Linked DNA regions of Sus scrofa: regions 1, 3, 4 and 5 are each linked to region 2. Evidence: chromatin contacts called from public HiChIP or PLAC-seq and promoter capture Hi-C data. All regions are on one chromosome and are shown on one strand. The core of a region is the stretch at or near the end of the contact, and the rest is flanking DNA. Distances in the headings are between cores, read along the strand shown.

Region 1 (3,318 bases), core at 288-2,787, 400 kb before region 2:
ATCACATGGTTTTCGCTAAGATCACCAATGACTTCTGTGTTACTAAATTGGAAGGATATTTCCCAGGCTTCATCTTCCTTGAACTTTTAGGAGTACACAAACTCCTGTGAAAGGTTTTTTATTTCCAGCACTGTGCTTTATTCTTAGTGATGCCTGGAAGCATTTCCAGATCTGCTTAAAATCTTTTTTTTTTTTTCCCTCTTTTTGCCTTTTCTAGGGCTGCTCCTTTGGCATATGGAGGTTCCCAGGCTAGGGGTCCAATTGGAGCTATAGCCGCCGGCCTACGCCAGAGCCACAGCAACTTGGGATCCGAGCCACGTCTGCAACCTACACCATAGCTCACTGCAATGCCAGATCCTTAACCCACTGAGGAAGGCCAGGGATCGAACCTGCAACCTCATGGTTCCTAGTCGGATTCTTTAACCACTGAGCCACGTTGGGAACTCCTGCTTAAGATCTTTTGATATTCTCAGTGATCATGGTAAAGTGAAAAAATGCAAGATCTTCTAAGATCTAACTTTTTTAAAAAATTGTAGTATGATTGATTTACAATGTTATGTTAGTTTCATGAGTACAGCACAGTGATTCAGATATATATATTACAAAATGTTGGGTATCATTCCCTGTGTTATACAGTAGGTCCTTATTAGTTATCTATTTCACATGTAGTAGTATCATTGCCAACTTTTTTTTTTAACAGCTGCATCTGTGGCATATGAAAATTCCCAAGCCAGGGGTTGAATAGGAGCTGAAGCTGCAGCCTGCAGCTCCAGATTCCTGGGGCATCTGTGAAGCTGCAGCAAGATGGGAGGATCCTTAACCCACTGAGCCAGGCCAAAGATTGAAACTGCATCCTCACAGAGACAACTGTTAAGTCCTTAACCCACTGAGTCACAGCAGAAACTACATCATTGCCAACTTTTAAAAACCCTTTCTCCCCTTCACCGGAAGGCGGCGCGCTTTAAGCCTCTCAAGTAGGATGAACTGCAAGGAATTTCCAGAAGGTGTTATGTTGTTCTTGGCACACTCTGTTCTCACAGTCTGGAAACTCCTATCTCCTTCCATTCCAAATTTCCGGGGGAACTCCTACTTAGCCTTCACGATTCAAAAGTCACTTCCTCCGGGAACTCTTCCAGATACCCTAAGAATAAAGCGCTTTGTTCACTGTGCCCCAACGGCGCCTCGGATTTTTCATATTCCAAGCACTATATTCTGTCCACTACAATTTGTTTACATATCTATGTCCCAGTCTAGGCAAAGGTCGGGGAGGCATTCTATTCGTTTTCTCTTCCTCAACATTCATCTCGTACATTGCCTGGTACACGGTTTGCCCTCGGTAAATGTTTATTGCATAAACACTTTCCATCTTGGGCGGGACCCGAATTGTCGGGTTAACCGGTGAGTCCCCAGACTCTTCGCCTGCGTGGCAGGGAGATTTAAACCGCCCCCCCGCCCCCACACCAGGGTGATTGGCTCCAGCTGCAGGGGTGTGTCCGCGCCCGCCGCGCCGGAGGAGCGCGCAGGCGCGCAGGTTCGGCGCGCGCAGGCGCAAGAAGAGAGCAGTTGGAGAGTCCGGCCTGCGGGTGTCCGATCTGCTGCGGCCGGAGAGGAGTGGCCGGAACTGCTTGGTGAGTCTCCAGGAGTGGGATTGAGGGAGCTGGCTGCCGTGAAGATTGGGTTCATAATCCCAAGGAGAAAGTGTATATCGTGACAGTTGAAAAACTGGTGGGGTCGGGCTTGAGGGGAGGAGGGGGCGCTCTGGCCCGAACTGAGCCGGTCCGGCCGGGCTCGAAGACGCGAGGCTCCTGGAGACTCTCTAGGGGTCAGAGGAGGAAGGGTGGAGGGATGTTGGTTCTCCGGACTTTCCTTGAAACCTAGCAGAGGTAAACTCCCACTCCCTGACTTCTCACCCTCGCAGTTGTCGGGATTAATAGACTTTATGGTGGCCACAGTGATCAGATTAATTTTCAACTACCTGTATGAAAAAGGTTTCTGAGATTCATGGCATTGGAGAGTCCATGCTCTCTAGGAAAGTCTGTACTTGGCTCGCGGCTTCACTGAAGACAAACGAAGGAAAGAGTTATTAAAAGTAAAATTCCACGGAGTAAATGGTGGTGGTGGTGGGGAAGTCCTGGAAAGTGCTGTTTCACCTGGAACTTTTTTTCATCATTAGTCACCACAATGCTAGACAAGGCAGATGGGGGTCAGAGGCAACGAAAGTCGTCAAAATTGGGAAAAGAAGATGAGAAGAGAATATAAATTTTGCCTTTTGCTACTTGCCCTCTCCTTTGGGGAGGGCTGGAGGCGATTATGGATACTGGCAGCTTATGACAGTGTTGCCTTAGCTTCCTGAAAATAATGTAGCTTCTTAGTAGAAGGTATTTCAAGAATTGAGAGTGATATTATTCCATCTGCCCTGGGACCTTAAAACTGGTTTGCAGATGTTCTGGTGAAATCCTGCAGGTTTGGCCAGATGGAAATGGTTCTTCCACTTTCTTGGTTAGCCTGAAAGATACCACGCTTGAAATTCATGAGACATCTTTAGCAAGAATACTTTGACATTTAAACTTAAAATATTTCATAGTAAAATTTTAAAATATTATTTCTTCCACCAGCAAATTTGATTCCTAAGGCATCCACTAATCACCTGCCTTTCATTCCTTTGGAAAGAGGTAATGAGAAAAAAACACTTTCATATAAATATTAACAAATATTAGGAGAAAACCCTCTTCCTATATGACCATGCTCCTTTGACAGGCCATGTGAAAGTAAATTAAATGATCATGTAACTTAACCCACAACTTAGATATCAGTGTTGCTAGGGATCTTTTTCTAGGTGCTTGTGACATGTAAATATGCCCTAGAGAATTGCTATTATCTTAGTTCCAGAATAGGAATGGCTTATTGTGTCATTATGTTTTTAACAATATTACACACTCTTTCCTATAAACAGAATTTCTGAATGCTTCTTAGTATTTGTTTCTTTTACTCTAAATTAGCTTTAGTAACAAGCTCACTGAACTGAAGGTCACATCTTTTTATCATTCAGAACCCACCCTTGAACCAAAAAGAAAGCAAACAAACAAACCTAAAAACAGACCCTGTTGCTGATGGGACAGCTGTTGTTACTTCCCTTGGTATGAACCATACCACCATCATAAAAGATTTCCAAAGTAATAAATATGTTAACTACTAAGCACGTACGTATTGCTTAAATAACAACTAAAATTTCTTTTTCTTGCTTTGCGCTTTGGAAAATAGTGCTTTGGGCCTAATTGCCTCTTTTTTTTAAATAAAATGAAGATTGGATTATCTAAA
Region 2 (3,352 bases), core at 605-3,104:
CTTCTACTGAAATCAAATTTATTTCAATTTGATATTACAAATTAAATTAATGAAGCTGAGGATTTCCATTTCTTTCATGTGTCTAAAACTGAAAGAATAAAAAGTATTTCCTAACATTCTAGCTAAACTTTCCTTCATAATCATGCTTGTGCCTTGATAAAAATGTACCACATAGGAAAACATAAGCTTCTATACAGATTCCTTTCAATATGTTTTCAATTTCAAAAGATCACAATATGTAATCCAAGTCCACACACCTGTTATTTGAAAAAATTTTAGTTAAGATGAATTCTTCAAGATTAGTCATATAAGTAATATTTGTTCTCAATACTGCTTTATTTAAAAAAGAACTATACAGTGTTCAGATTTAAAATCAATCTCCCATCACCCTTTCTACCCAAATGAACGTTACTCTATTATATTTAGCCAAAAGAATATAGTAAACACATCTTTGTGGCCCATCATGACAAATCAGTGTTAGAAACCAATGCAACTGTTATTAATGGCTCAGAACCAAACACTGTAACAAAAACACACTGAGTGGATACTCCGTGTGTACATGTGCCCATTCATAATAATGCAAACCTCATACATGCATTAAAAAACTTGCTTTCTATTTAATACCAAAACATCTTTACATGAACACAAATTATAACAACATTGCCCTTTTTGATGTTCAAAGAACAATTTCTAAAGCAAGGGATGAGAAGAGTTAATGCCGGATTGCTGCCACCTACCAACTTTAATTCAAAGCAAAGTACAACTCAATGTCATTTTTACCTTCTAACGCAGCCACGACTCAAATAAAATTAAGTTCACTGTGGATAAAGTATCCTGGATTCCCAATGGATTATTTACTTCGGATGTGCAGGTAAATACGTGTGGACTCTCGTCCCTCCCACAGCATCCCGGAGTGTCAACATCATCTTAGTCAAAGCCAACGACGAGCAAATCCTTCTACCTTGCACCCTAAGTACCAGAAAGTCAGGGCCTCCATTGCCGTTACTACACAACAGATTCTACAGTCCCATGCCCTCTTCTATCGCATTTGGGGGAGCCGGATGGGAAAGAACCGCTCAGGATATGCTGAGAATCCTGGATTTAGTCCTGGTACCAGACTCAACATGAATACAAGTGGTATGTGGGTCACCCACAGAAAAAGAAATAGAACGAAGCTTTGTGACCCTCGAAGTTCAGTGAAGACACCAAAAGCTTCTGGGGATACGAGGCACAACCCTTTGGGGAAACCGAGGAGAAGCAGGCGATCTCCGAGTTGGAGTGACTAGGTCTGGCACAAACCCAGGGAGTCTGCGACCCGGGAGTCTCTGGTACCCCTTCCCTCCACACCTGGGTCGGTCATTGGGCTAGGGGTGCGGCCGCAGGAGGGGGTTAGGAGTAGGGGAGGGCAGGGTGCGGAGCTCCCCCAGCTGCGCCCAGGGGGTCCGGGGGGGTGTGTCCTACCTGGGCCGTGGCAAACGCAGCGATTCGGGCGGAGGGTTCCGGTCCAGCTCAGGGCCGGGACCCGCAGGAGTCAACCCACAGCAGGCGGGACTGCCGCCGCCTGCCCATCCCCCGCCGACGACTGCGGCGGGACCCAGCGCGGCTTCGAGGGCCGGCCGGCCGAGTAGTCCCCTCGGGTACCGTCCGCGTTTACTGGCGGCGGCGGCGGCTGCTGCAGTTACTGCTGCTGCTGGCGGCCCTCAGCCGCTGCTCTAGTTTCAGCCCCTGCTTCTCCTCTTGCCGCCACCGCCGCCGCCTGGTCCCTACCGCTCCCATCGCCGCTGCGGCGACTACTGCAGCGCCCGCTGACCCGACCCGACGTTATTCTCCCCCGTCGCAACCTAGCACAGCCTAGCCCACCTGCCCTGCCAGTGCGCACGCCCACCTCTCCGCCACAGGTGCTGATTGGAGAACGCGTCCCGAGTCCGCCACATCGGTTGGCTGGTCCCATTGCCTATCACGAAAGGGGCGGAGAGTCAGGCAAAGAACATCTCCGCCCCCACCGGAGAATTGCCGCTATCTTCAGGTTTGCCTGAGAGGGCGAGTTACCGGGAAAGGAGCATCACAATGGAAGCGCGCGTGCGCGAGGGGATTCTGGACCTCGTAGTTCCAGCCTCAACGTCAACTGCCTGCCGGCCCAGAGAGGAGAAGTGGGCTTCTGGGACTAGTTGGCTCACAGTGGGGTCTTCCTAGCTCAACAGTTATCTTGGTTATATAGTGATGGTTGTGACGCCAGGGTTGGCCTTTTCTGAAGAAAATCGAAAATGCTTTCTCACCATACGAATTTCCACAAGCTGAGCTGAGGCATTGGGTCATGAAGAAGGGCCCCAAGTCGTGAGGCCCTGCCGTGCCACCTCCTGGCATGAACCAGCGCTGCCAGGATCTGGCAAATTGGCGTCTTCCCCAGAACAACCTAACATAAAGCTAATCACCGATGAGTGCTGGGAAAAGCCTAAAACTGTAAGCAAGGAGACAGAAACCTCCGGAAAGGAATATTAGCCTGGAGCCCGGCGTATCCTTAGGGTTTCCACAACTGTAGCGAACAAGATTTCATTCCCTTTTTGAAACATCACCACTGAAGGGTTCAGTGAGCAGCCCTGGGAGGTGCAGTATATGATTCTAAGCAAGAGAATGTGGGAGTCCGTAGAAGGCTTTCCAAAAAAAAAGGGAGGGGGGCGGAGCATTGAGGCTGTGTGGGATAATTTGTATTCGGTGTTGATGTATCAAGCTGTTTGGTAAAGAGGCAACCTTACGATTAAACCCCTCTCCCATCCTTACCCACCAACTTACAGAAGAAAAAAACTCCAAGAAGTTTAACAGCTTTCCTGGATCTACAAAACTATTTAGTGGCAGAACCAAAAACGTGCGTATCTTAAACGTCCCTTGTCCTATGCTTTTTTTTACTCAATAATCACAGTGACTCCCAGGAGTCTGCCATGGACTGAAAGATTGTGATGCATTACAACCTTCATTTGACTTTAAATCTTTTTCTTCACTCAAGTGACATCATGATTAAAGCTAATTAAGAATGTAGAAAGGTTAAATATGAATCCTATATTCAATCTCATAACTATTATTGAATCTGTTTCTTCTTGTTCGGGAAATGCCAGAGCCTCTTGACATTATTCGAAAAACAGCAGTCTGTCTTGACTAGATTCTTGGATAAAAAGCAGGACAAAATGTACATTAAAGGCAATTGATGATGCAGCTCATCTGTTCTATTCAAACTTAAAGAAGTTGCCAAATTGTTTTTGTTCCACTGATTAAAACCACAAGTTGCTTTTTGCATTACTTTGTCTAACAGAGTATAGTTCACTTCAGAGTACAGGCAGGGCAACTAATTTAAATCCGA
Region 3 (3,336 bases), core at 119-2,618, 350 kb before region 2:
TCAGATCTGGCATTGCTGTGGCTCTGGCGTAGGCCAGCAGCAACAGTTCCAATTAGACCCCTAGCCCAGGAACCTCCATATGCCGCCGGTGTGGCCCTAAAAGGACAAAAGACCAAAAAAAAAAAAAAAAAATGCGGGAAAGCATTATGTGTATAATGGGCTCCTTTTGTGAAGGGGCCACTGCACAATCCCACAGCAGTTTTGTGGGATTTGGAACACCCTCCCCTTTCCATCCCATCTGCCCTTCCAAATCAGTAGCAAAATTAGCCCTGCCTACATTACCTCCCAAAGACAGTCCCTTTCAAATCCAAATTAACCCCATCCCCAACAATACAATACCAGAGGAGGCTTATAAATATAATTACAACAGATAGAAAGCTTCAAGGACTCAGACATTCTCCCTAGTCTTGAGCTCCTGAACTGTTTCATAACAACAATCAGCTTGTTAGGAAAAAACCACCCTTTTTTTCCCTTAAGATTCTGATATATTTATTTGAAAACTAGTTTTATAACATTATAATCACACTCCACACTATATTCCAAGAGAAAAACCACCCTCTTTAACACCTTATCACTAGCAAAAGCTTCCCCAGGAGCAAACCTCCCCAGGCGCAAAAGCCTCCCCAGGCGCAAAAGCCGTACTCAGTCTGTTGTTGTTCAAGGAGAGGCTCTTCAGTAGAGTGAACTTCCCTATAATCATAGGCGGTAGACTCTCGATCTTGTTGCTGGACAAGTCGATGGTCCTGAGATTGCTTGTCAGCTTCTGCAACTCTGAGGGGAACTGATGAAAGGGGTTCACAGCGCAGAGAATCCTTTAACTTCCCCGCCCGCCGTCCCTCTCCCTTTAAATTCCCTGGTCCGAGTCCTTCCAGTCTCACCTCGGTCAGCCCACGATCCTTAAGCTGAAAGACACCAGTTTTCTGCGCGGTTTCCACATGAGCACGGAGGGCACTGTTTCCCATCCTAGCGCCACTGCTCAGGTCCCTGTGGGAAGGAAGCGCAGCTGTCACCGCTCGGTCCAGGCACCCAGCCACCCGGTTGGCCTCCCGGCTGGGTCTGAAGCCTCAGCTGTCACCTCCTGCGGATCCCTGGATCTTGGGGGCCAGCCCAAGAGTGGCTGGGAAGAAAGAGCAGAACACCAGGCCCTGCCGATTTTGCAGCTCTTCCGAAACCAGCCGCCGCTAGGAGCCTAGGGAGGATCCGGAATCCCGGAACTCGCCTCCTACCCCTCAGCTCACAGCCGGCTGGGTGGAGAAAGAACCAGGACCCGCGCTCGCAGGGGATGAGTTCCCCGCCCGGGAGGAAACACCCTGTGACGTCATCGAGCCGCGCCGAGCGTTCCACTCACTCTCCGCGCCACCCGGGAAGGTGTTGCCCAGCCATGGCTGCCGCTAGCCCCTGGGACCTGGCCTCCGCGCCAAACGCTGCCGGGCTACTGCTGGGCCATTTCGTAGCTTCAGGGTTGGTCACTCAGGTGCGTGGGGGCTATGGCGTCATTAAGGGGGTGCCCAAAGTGGTGACAGAAGATGGCTGTGAGGTGGTGGTGGTGGTGTTGGCTGCGGGAGTGGGTGTGAGGGTTAGCTGGAGGCTGTGCTAGGTTCGAGGCAAGTGGAGCTCCTTGCGGGCGGCAGAAGTGTCTAGTCCGCTGTGGGTTCTGCAAAATCTTGATTCTGAGAAGGTGTTTCAAGTGTCTGGCGAGTGAGTTACTCCAGATCATTTCATGGGCGATAATAAAGATTAGTGTTCCCCGCTTTTTTTCATTCAGTGATACCGCCTGTAGATTGTAATGGGTGGCGGGGTTGGGAAGTACGGGTGGGTGCTAAAACATAAATCTCCAAATAACGCTCGTTTGTGTGAAATATTGAGGCATTACGGGAGACGCTGGATACAGGAGAGCGGCAAGGGAGGCATGCATCTTTAAAGGCCAGGGGAAAAAAATATTGGCGAAGAAGACCCATAAAACCTTGGAACCTGAATGAAGGAAGGTGTTAATTTTGAGAAGAGAAGAGGGAGACTAGCTCAAGGGGGTGGTAGTTTTAGATTCGGCAAGGAAGCGCATGTTCGCAGGTCAAAGGGAAAGAGCCAATGGAGGGAGAAATTGAAGATGTGAGGGAGTAATGAAATAGAAATAGCAGATGTGACAAGGGAATGGGGAAAGTGGGGTTAAGAGAAGAGAAAGAAATTTTGAGGTAATGAAGAAGTTGAGAAATTTCACTAAAAAAGGAAACTGAGAAAAATAGGTAAAACCATCTGCAGAGATTAGCGGTATACACATGATGGAAGATTTGTGGGAAATATGCAAGTCTTTATACCCAGAAGAGTCATTAGAGAATTCTATTATCTGCTTAGAGTAATTTTAAGATGCAAAAACAAAAACCTAAGGAGACCAAGAAACATGTCCAAGTCACTCAACTAGCGAAGTAGTTAGATCCCGATGCTCTCCCTTTTCTGACACATCATATCATCTCTAGGATGACTTGTGACACTGTCTTGAAAGAGTTTAAACTGTTGAAGAACTTGAAGACCTAGTAACAAGACTTTTTATGGATTTTGGGGAAAATGAGTGGAAGTAAGGAATGCATTGGAAAGTAGACAAAACATAACCACAGCACTCCATAGTTCTCACCTTCCTCACTTCTCTCCTGTGTTTTCTTTCTGCCACGTTGCATAATGCTCTCACTAGTGTTGTCTAGTTCTGTACCAAAGTAATTTGCAAAGTTCATGCTACAAGATTTGGGATTTATCCCTTTAGAACGTACTGGTGGGAGATAAAAACACCTAAACCAAAGGAGTAAGTCTCTGGTGAGAGAATTGGGCTGCTGTTAGTGTCCCTCAAGTAACACTGATTAGACAGTTACCTCTTTTGCCTACAGGTAATATCTGCCAATCCATGGCTCCTTAAGCCCATCTTACAATGTTATTTATTGCACAGCTAGACCCAGTGAGGAAACTTTTGTAGATTTGTAGCATGATTTTACTTTAAGCAAACTTTACATATAAAACCTACTTTTATTACAAGGATTTATCATTGATCTTTTCAAAATGAGCTATTATATGACTGCTTTAAACAGTGTATTCCTTAAGTGCACATCATCCATGTGCATTAAAAATTAAGAGTGATGCTTAAAATTGATATGATACAACTCTTATAGAATATATAGCTTGTGTAAGTTTTTTGTTGTTGTTGTTTTGATCTATTCACTGGAGAATGATTTAGTGAAAGAATTTCTAGGGATAATATGGGATACTATTTTGCCTTATGTCCTAGGACTGCTTCAGAGGCCTTACATCCTAGATGTTATTCTGGCAAGCTTGAGTCACAGTGCCTTGATCAAA
Region 4 (3,512 bases), core at 940-3,439, 260 kb before region 2:
ATATGTTTGGTAGACTTTGCCTGTGAAGGTATTTGGTCATTGACTTTTGTTTGCAGGGATTTTTTTTTCTTTTATTTTAAAATTACATATTCTATTTCACTTCTAGTGATTGGTCTGTTCAAGTTGTTTGTTTCTTTTTGATTCAATTTTGGTGGGCTATGTGTTTCTAGAAACTTGACCATTTCCTCTATCAAATTTGTTGGCATGTAAATTGTTCATAATATTCTCTTAAGATTTTTTCTTCTGTGTTATCAGTTGTGTTTTCTCCTCTTTCATTTCTTGCTTTGTTTATTTGGTTATTCCCTGTTTTCTTATTGGTGAGCATTGCCAGAGGTTTGTAAGTTGTTTACCCTTTCAAAGAACTAGCTTTTGGTTTTATTGATTTTTTTTGTAGTATTTTTTAATCTCTATTTCCTCTCTGATCTTCATTATTTCCTTCCTTCTACTGACTTTAGGTTTGTTTGTTCTTTTTTTCTACTTCTTTTAGGGGTTGGGTTAGATTGTTTATTTGAGTTTTTTTTTAATTTCCTGTATCACTTCGAACTTCCCTCTAAGAACTTTTTGCTGCATCCCATAGTTTCATATGGTTATGTTTTCATTGTCGTTTAGATAGGCTCATTGTAGATCAAGACAGTGTTTTAAATATCTTTCAAATCTCCCAATGCACTCTATTCAGTGCTAGGTCCCTGTTATGGATTTAATAAATAACTTCCTGCCCCAGTTCTGGGACCTGCATATCTCAAGACTGTTCCCCTGCCCCCCTTACTTCCCCAGCCCTGAACAACGATTCTTTCTTCTCTCTCTTCCTTAGGTATGACATAGGTTTCAGTTGACCTTATTCATGTTTACCTGCATTTCAAAATTTTGTTGTAGTTTCTTTCTCCTCCTGTTCCTTGGAAACTGTTTAAACAACAATTTCCATGGTATGCAGTGCATGGATATATATGATATGAATAAATATGGGAAATAAATTTATCTGTAGTTCAGAGTATAAAATGGAAAAGGCAAATAGGAAATCTAGTTTTATCTGTCAGTCAAATATATATAGCCTGTTGCCTGTTTTTTTGTTTTTGTTTTTGTTTTTGTTTTAAATCTGCTTCAAAAGACCAGAAATAGGACCCAAATGATGTTGATTAACTCCTAGGCAAGCTTTTAGTGGGAAGGGACTCTGAAGATTTATGCTGAGCACAGACCCAAAGATGAATGACTCAGAGTAGCATTGAGGGACCAGCTTGATGTTTATGATGAGTGAATAGTATTTCCTGATAATTTGTGGGGCTGTTTTGCAAAGCTGGCACAGATGAGGCCTTCTTTTTCTTCCTAGGTAGGTTTCATGCACTTATAATAAGCTACTGCCAAGTGGACAGTGTGGCTTAGATAGATTTGTATGCCTGAGAGGTAGAGCTGAAGCATGCTTTCCCAATGAGAAATTAAGTAGACATTTCAAGTTAAAATAAAAACATTAAGTTATTTAAGTATAAATATTGGTGAAACTATGCTTATGAGTACCATAAATAACTAGAGTAAAACAAAAAATAAAAATAATTGGGCTTATTTCCTCATTCAAGTGTTCTTTTTTTTCAATAAATTTTATTGAAATACAGTTGACTTAGGACAAATATTCTTTTTTTTAAAATTTTTTATTTTTTTTGTCTTTTTAGGGCCACACCCATGGTATATGGAGGTTCCCAGGCTAGGGGTCCAATCAGAGCTGTAGCTGCTGGCCTACACCACAGCCACAGCAACATGAGATCCAAGCCGAGTCCATGACCTACACCACAGCTCATGGCAATGCTGGATCCTTAACTCTCTGAGCAAGGCCAGGGATTGAACCCACATCCTCATGGATACTAGGCAGATTTGTTTCCGCTGAGCCACAGAGGGAACTCCCAGACAAGTATTCTTAGTTACTATATTTATATCAGAATTTAAGACCTGAAAGGGATATTAGGTATTATCAGGAATATAGCAAAAGTCTGAAAGAGTGAACTACATACACCAAAATGTTAACAATGGTTATCTCTAAATGGTGGGAATATTTTTATCAGCATTTTCTGTTTTTTTTTCCCCTATTTTAAAGATATTTATTTATGTAATAGAACATTATAAGAATAATTCTCAGAGTGATACTCAGATGCTAATCCTTATAAGTAAAGATATTTTCTATTACTTCATTAAATGCAGTGTTACTTAAGTCGTAACCAGAGCAACTGAAGTGACCACGCCTAATCTTTAGTCCACCGAGCCACCAGGGGACTCCTCTTAGAATCCTTTTATTTTAACAATAGGAGTATAGACTAAGGGAGATACATAACATTTAAAATTCATTTAAATATAGTATATTATAGGCATTCCCGTCATGGCACAGTGGAAAAGAATCCAACTAGGAACCATGAGGTTACAGGATTGATCTGTTGCCTTGCTCAGTGGGTTAAGGATCCAGCACTGTCATGAGCTGTGGTGTAGGTCACAGACGTGACTCAGATCCTGTGGTGGTGTAGGCTGGCAGCTCTGATTCGACCCCTAGCCTGGGAACCTCTATGTGTCGTGGGTGCGGCCCTGAGAAGCAAAAAAAAGAATATATTACAGAATTTATGGAGTTCCCATTGTGGCTCAATGGTAATGAACCCCACTAGTATCCATGAGGATGTGGCCTCGCTCAGTGGGTTAAGGATCCTGCATTGCCATGAGCTGTGGCGTAGGTCTCAGAAGTGGCTCAGATCTGGCATTGCTGTAGCTGTGGTATAGGCCAGCATCTGCAGCTCCAATTTGACTCCTAGCCTGGGAACTTCCATTTGCCACAGGATCAGCCCTAAAAAAAAAGGAGTTTCTGTGGTGGCTCAGTGGTTAACGAACCCAACTCGGATCTATGAGCATGCAAGTTTGATCCCTGGCTTCACTCAGGTGTTAAGGATCTGGCGTTGCTATGGCTGTGGTGTTGGCCAGCAGCTGTAGCTCCAGTTTGACCCCCTAGCCTGGGAACCTCCATATGCTGCAGCTGCAGCCCTAAGAAGCAAAATAAATATATATATATAATAGAATTTAAGGCCATTTTCTTAAGTATTTCTTAAGTAAATTAATAAAACTGGTTAAGAATCTTTTTGTGTGTGAAAACCTTAGTTTATAATAGCATTTTTAAATAATAGAAATGTATGGGTCAAAAGATACAAATATCCAGTTATAAAATGAGTAAATTATGGGACTATGGCGTACAGCATGGTGACTATTGTTAATAATACTGTAATGCATATTTGGAAAGAGCTAAGAGAATGGATAATGAAAGATCATAGCAGGAAAAAAATTTGTAATTATGTATGGTGATGAATGTTAATTGGACTTGTTCTGGTGATCATTTTCCAATATACAGAAATAGTGAATTATTATGTTATATACCTGAAACTAATATAGTATTGTGTTATTTATACCTCAATTTTTTAAAAATCCAAGGAAAAAATGAGGACTATATGAAGCCTTTTTGTGGGAAAGTATTAAGGGTCAAGAACATGTATTTT
Region 5 (3,288 bases), core at 382-2,881, 320 kb before region 2:
ATTGGTAAACTACGAGTGGCGCATGTCTGACGCACTAATCAAAGGCATTACCATGACTCTATTACTATCACTGGAGCACTTAAACTTCCTCCTGACTGGTCCCTCTTGCACTTCCATGCTTATCCACTCCTCAGGATAGTCTCAAAACAGTGGCCAGAGTAATCTTTTAAAAATATAAACCACATAATTTTACTTTTCTCCTTAACACTTTCCAATGGCTTTCCACCTCACCTAGAATAAAATCCAAAGGCTTTACCTTGGTCTCATGCTCCCTTTATGACTCTCTGCCTCTGCCATGCCATTCTATCCCCATTGGTTTTCCTGCTGTTCCTCTAACATTTCAGGCTTTCTTCAAGTTCAGGGCCTTTACATGTGCTTGTTCCCTGTGTCTGAAATTGCCCTTCCACACAACAGCATGACTCTTCTTTTACATCCTTAAGATTTTTCTTAAGTGTCACATTCTCCACGAGGCTTTCCCGAGGACTTCCAGGGCCACATTATCTACAGTTTCAGCACCCTCTTTACTTACTTCCTATCCCCTTTCTGCTTTATTTTTTCTTTAGCTAATCTCATACACATTTTACTTAAATTGCTTCACATATTATTAGTTTCTCTCACCAAGCTGCCTGAGGTCAGAGCTTTGCTTGCTCTCTTCTCTGCAATGAGCCTGGTTATAATAGGTGATTTCTTAGGAATTACTCATTAGATACATAAAATTAATACCTGCAAGTTGCCCCCCCCAGTTTATTCAAACCTGTTTGTCACCTTATCAATAAGGCCTTTCCTGAATATCCCATATAAAGCAGCACCTTTCCCCCTACATACACACACAGAGACCATTACCATACCTCCTTGCTCTCCTTTTTCAAAAAATCTCATTTAGCACCATTCAAGTTACCATATAATTGTGTATTTATTCTCTCTTCCCTTCCCTGGGGATTCTAATTTCCACGAAGCCTGGGGCTGTATCCTCAGGGCCTTAGAACAACTTGACTCTTGGCAGGCAGTAGCTATTTCTTGGGTGAATTAATGAACTAATTCTATCTGGTAATATACCCTTCACGATCACAAACTGTAATGGTGGCTATGAGCTTCCAGTACAATCTAGAGAAGCTCTCCAGTAAGCGTTCTAAACTCCTTTAACTCCAATGCCCCGTCAAAGAAAGACCATGCTCCTTATAGAGAACTGCAAAAACATTTGTTGCCCATTTCATTTCCACCCTTAAAACTTAAGAATTGACAGCTCAGGCGAACGCAGCGAATAAAAATATTTAGCAAATTATTTTGTAAATTGTCTGGCGTTCACCAAACTTAACGTATTTACTTGACTCACTACCGCCGTCCACAAAGGGAGAACAAGTTAGTTCCTAGTAGGCAGGGCAGGCCCCACCCGGCCAGGATCTGCGCCTTCCCACCCGCGGGGCTCAGGATTGGTCTAGGCTCTGCAGTCAAAGCCGGGGTCAGGCAGCGGCGCGCGCGGGCGGGGTCGTCCCCGTGAGGCGTGTGGGCGGAGCGAGGCGGGGCAGCCCGCGCGTCCTCCCGCCCACGGAGCTCAGGATTGGCCAAGGCTTGGCAGGCACCGCCCTGGTCGGGCAGCCGCTGGCGCATGGGAGGGGCCGTCCCGTGAGGCGCGTGGGGCAGGCGGGGCCGGACAGGGTTGGGACTGGGCTTGGGGTTGGGGCCGGGGATGCAGCAGCAGGGCGGACCTGTGGGGTTTGAGCCGTGGCGGAGGGATGGCCAATGTGCGGGTGGCCGTGAGGGTCCGGCCCCTCAGCAAAAGGTGAGTCTGGGCGGGAGGGAGAGCCTGAGGCGTCAAAAGAGCTGAGTCGAGATTGAGGAACCCGCCTCTCTCTCAAGAGATTCTGGCGCGGCGAGATCAGACACAAAGTGGTCCAAGGGGCCAGCGTCCGGAAACTGTAAAGCCTGGCAGGACCAGGCCTCGCTTGGGTTGAGTTTTCGATTACTGCCCGGCGGGTAGTGGTGAGTGAATGGTCTCAGGGTGGTCTGCCCTGTCTGCGTCCCTGGAGTCCTGCCAGCAGGGGTTTTGAGGGACCGCGGCCCAAGTCTTGGTGATGCACGAATTGGGCCTTTTTCTCTGGGTTTGCTGAGAAGGGCTGGCAAAATGTCTCTTGGCGCGTGAGGGAGCCGCGGTCTCCTGTCTCTTCTCGGTGGCTCTGGAGTATCTGTGAGGACTGAGGCAGAGTTGTGTGTGTTCCTGCCTGCCCAGGGGTTTCTCTGTGAAGCTGTGGAGGAAGGCATGAAAGGGAAAGAGGCTCAGAGGGGTCGTGATTTCATTCTGTGCCCAAAAGAAGATCTACGACTAGAGGGAAGTCGTTTTAACCCTCATTGTAGCCAGTGCCCGGTTCCTCATGGCTGAATGTGACCCTGCACTTCTCAGCTGTTAAGGCATCCACTGCGCGGACACACAATTTCTTTCCCTTTTCACTGATTTTCCTCTGATAGGTTTGGAAATTCAGGGAGGGCTTCTCAGAAGGGTTGGCGTTTGAAGCTAGTAGCTTTTTAAAGAGCTAATAGAGTTTGCTGACAGGTGCAGAAGATGTAAAGAGCACAATACTGAGATCTAAGGACTTAGGCTGTTAGGAAACAAGAGTTTCGGTTGAGAGGGTGTGTGGAGGGAGGTGAGTGGTAGGAGATAAAGCTGACAATGTGTTTTGGGACCAGAAAGCACATATTGGAACCATTTGGGAGGTTTAAAATTTTCCAGGACATAAGTTGGCTGGAAAATTGGGCCGAAGGGTCAAATCAGGCATAATCTCCCATAACAGAATTTGGTACTAGCAGGGATTATGTTTGTCCTGATTGGTGGTGATTGGCTTTGAAAAGTCATGGAATTGACAGAATAATGAGGAAAGCAATGAAATGAGGGAAAGGAGCAAAAACTGAAAAGAAAGAAGGAAAATACAAAAGAGGTACAATGAAGAAGGCAGGAAAGCAAGCACGTGTCTGAACTGCTGTGTTTAATATTGGTGCATGGTTTATGACATCTGGTTTCAGCCTTACAGATGTAGTGGCTCAGGGTCGGTGGGTTTTCGTGGGTACAGCTGCCACTCTCAAGATAGCCTCTAGCTGATCCTCTTCTTGTGAAACTGTTCTTCTGGGTCCTCAGGATAACAATACTGACCACTCCTAACAGTAAGTTCTCAGTTCCTTGGAAACTAGGAATTAATAATAGCATGGATTAGTTTAAGAAAATGCTGTTGAAATTAAGTTATTTGCAGCCACATGGAGAATAACATATTAAACAAAAGAGGAGGGAAAAGAGGGGCA

Evidence for each region. Promoter capture Hi-C pulls out the DNA fragments that hold promoters and counts their contacts. HiChIP or PLAC-seq counts read pairs in DNA pulled down with a chosen protein or histone mark.
Region 1: a contact with region 2 is called in a promoter capture Hi-C map of liver, with 5 times the contacts expected there. The contact joins the promoter of SNAP23 here to the promoter of TTBK2 in region 2. A contact is called at or near these places in 3 of 5 promoter capture datasets (fetal liver, fetal skeletal muscle and liver), 13 of 47 Hi-C or Micro-C datasets (alveolar macrophages, brain, embryonic fibroblasts and 7 more) and 2 of 2 datasets of contacts at active chromatin or transcription factors (alveolar macrophages and skeletal muscle).
Region 3: an H3K27ac HiChIP or PLAC-seq map of alveolar macrophages shows a contact between it and region 2. The contact joins the promoter of HAUS2 here to the promoter of TTBK2 in region 2. A contact is called at or near these places in 4 of 5 promoter capture datasets (fetal liver, fetal skeletal muscle and liver), 10 of 47 Hi-C or Micro-C datasets (brain, embryonic fibroblasts, fetal skeletal muscle and 5 more) and 2 of 2 datasets of contacts at active chromatin or transcription factors (alveolar macrophages and skeletal muscle).
Region 4: an H3K27ac HiChIP or PLAC-seq map of alveolar macrophages shows a contact between it and region 2. The contact joins the enhancer-like site here to the promoter of TTBK2 in region 2. A contact is called at or near these places in 2 of 5 promoter capture datasets (fetal liver and liver), 9 of 47 Hi-C or Micro-C datasets (alveolar macrophages, embryonic fibroblasts, epiblast stem cells and 4 more) and 2 of 2 datasets of contacts at active chromatin or transcription factors (alveolar macrophages and skeletal muscle).
Region 5: an H3K27ac HiChIP or PLAC-seq map of alveolar macrophages shows a contact between it and region 2. The contact joins the promoter of STARD9 here to the promoter of TTBK2 in region 2. A contact is called at or near these places in 3 of 5 promoter capture datasets (fetal liver, fetal skeletal muscle and liver), 3 of 47 Hi-C or Micro-C datasets (embryonic fibroblasts and heart right ventricle) and 2 of 2 datasets of contacts at active chromatin or transcription factors (alveolar macrophages and skeletal muscle).

The regions. Positions count from the first base shown.
Region 1 is chr1:128,887,174-128,890,491 of Sscrofa11.1, reverse strand. It overlaps SNAP23 (synaptosome associated protein 23), which reads left to right and starts at 1,537. Exons shown (of 8, transcript NM_001244719.1): 1 at 1,537-1,628.
Region 2 is chr1:128,488,188-128,491,539 of Sscrofa11.1, reverse strand. It overlaps TTBK2 (tau-tubulin kinase 2), which reads right to left and starts at 1,854. Exons shown (of 15, transcript XM_003353383.5): 1 at 1,462-1,854.
Region 3 is chr1:128,837,059-128,840,394 of Sscrofa11.1, reverse strand. HAUS2 (HAUS augmin like complex subunit 2) reads left to right here and starts at 1,368. Exons shown (of 6, transcript NM_001243905.1): 1 at 1,368-1,474. The coding sequence starts at 1,382. It overlaps LRRC57 (leucine rich repeat containing 57), which reads right to left and starts at 1,258. Exons shown (of 6, transcript NM_001244811.1): 1 at 1,076-1,258; 2 at 879-984; 3 at 643-781. The coding sequence starts at 962.
Region 4 is chr1:128,753,063-128,756,574 of Sscrofa11.1, reverse strand. All of the region lies in intron 3 of STARD9 (stAR-related lipid transfer protein 9), which reads left to right. Among named protein-coding and RNA genes, the nearest start is that of STARD9, 54 kb to the left of the region's middle. Within about 2 kb of position 2,189, at least 1 of the 83 cell types and tissues checked has an H3K27ac peak or open chromatin away from gene starts, as enhancers often do. A contact at or near this core is called in alveolar macrophages, where this site is marked.
Region 5 is chr1:128,807,294-128,810,581 of Sscrofa11.1, reverse strand. It overlaps STARD9 (stAR-related lipid transfer protein 9), which reads left to right and starts at 1,631. Exons shown (of 35, transcript XM_021097164.1): 1 at 1,631-1,780. The coding sequence starts at 1,734.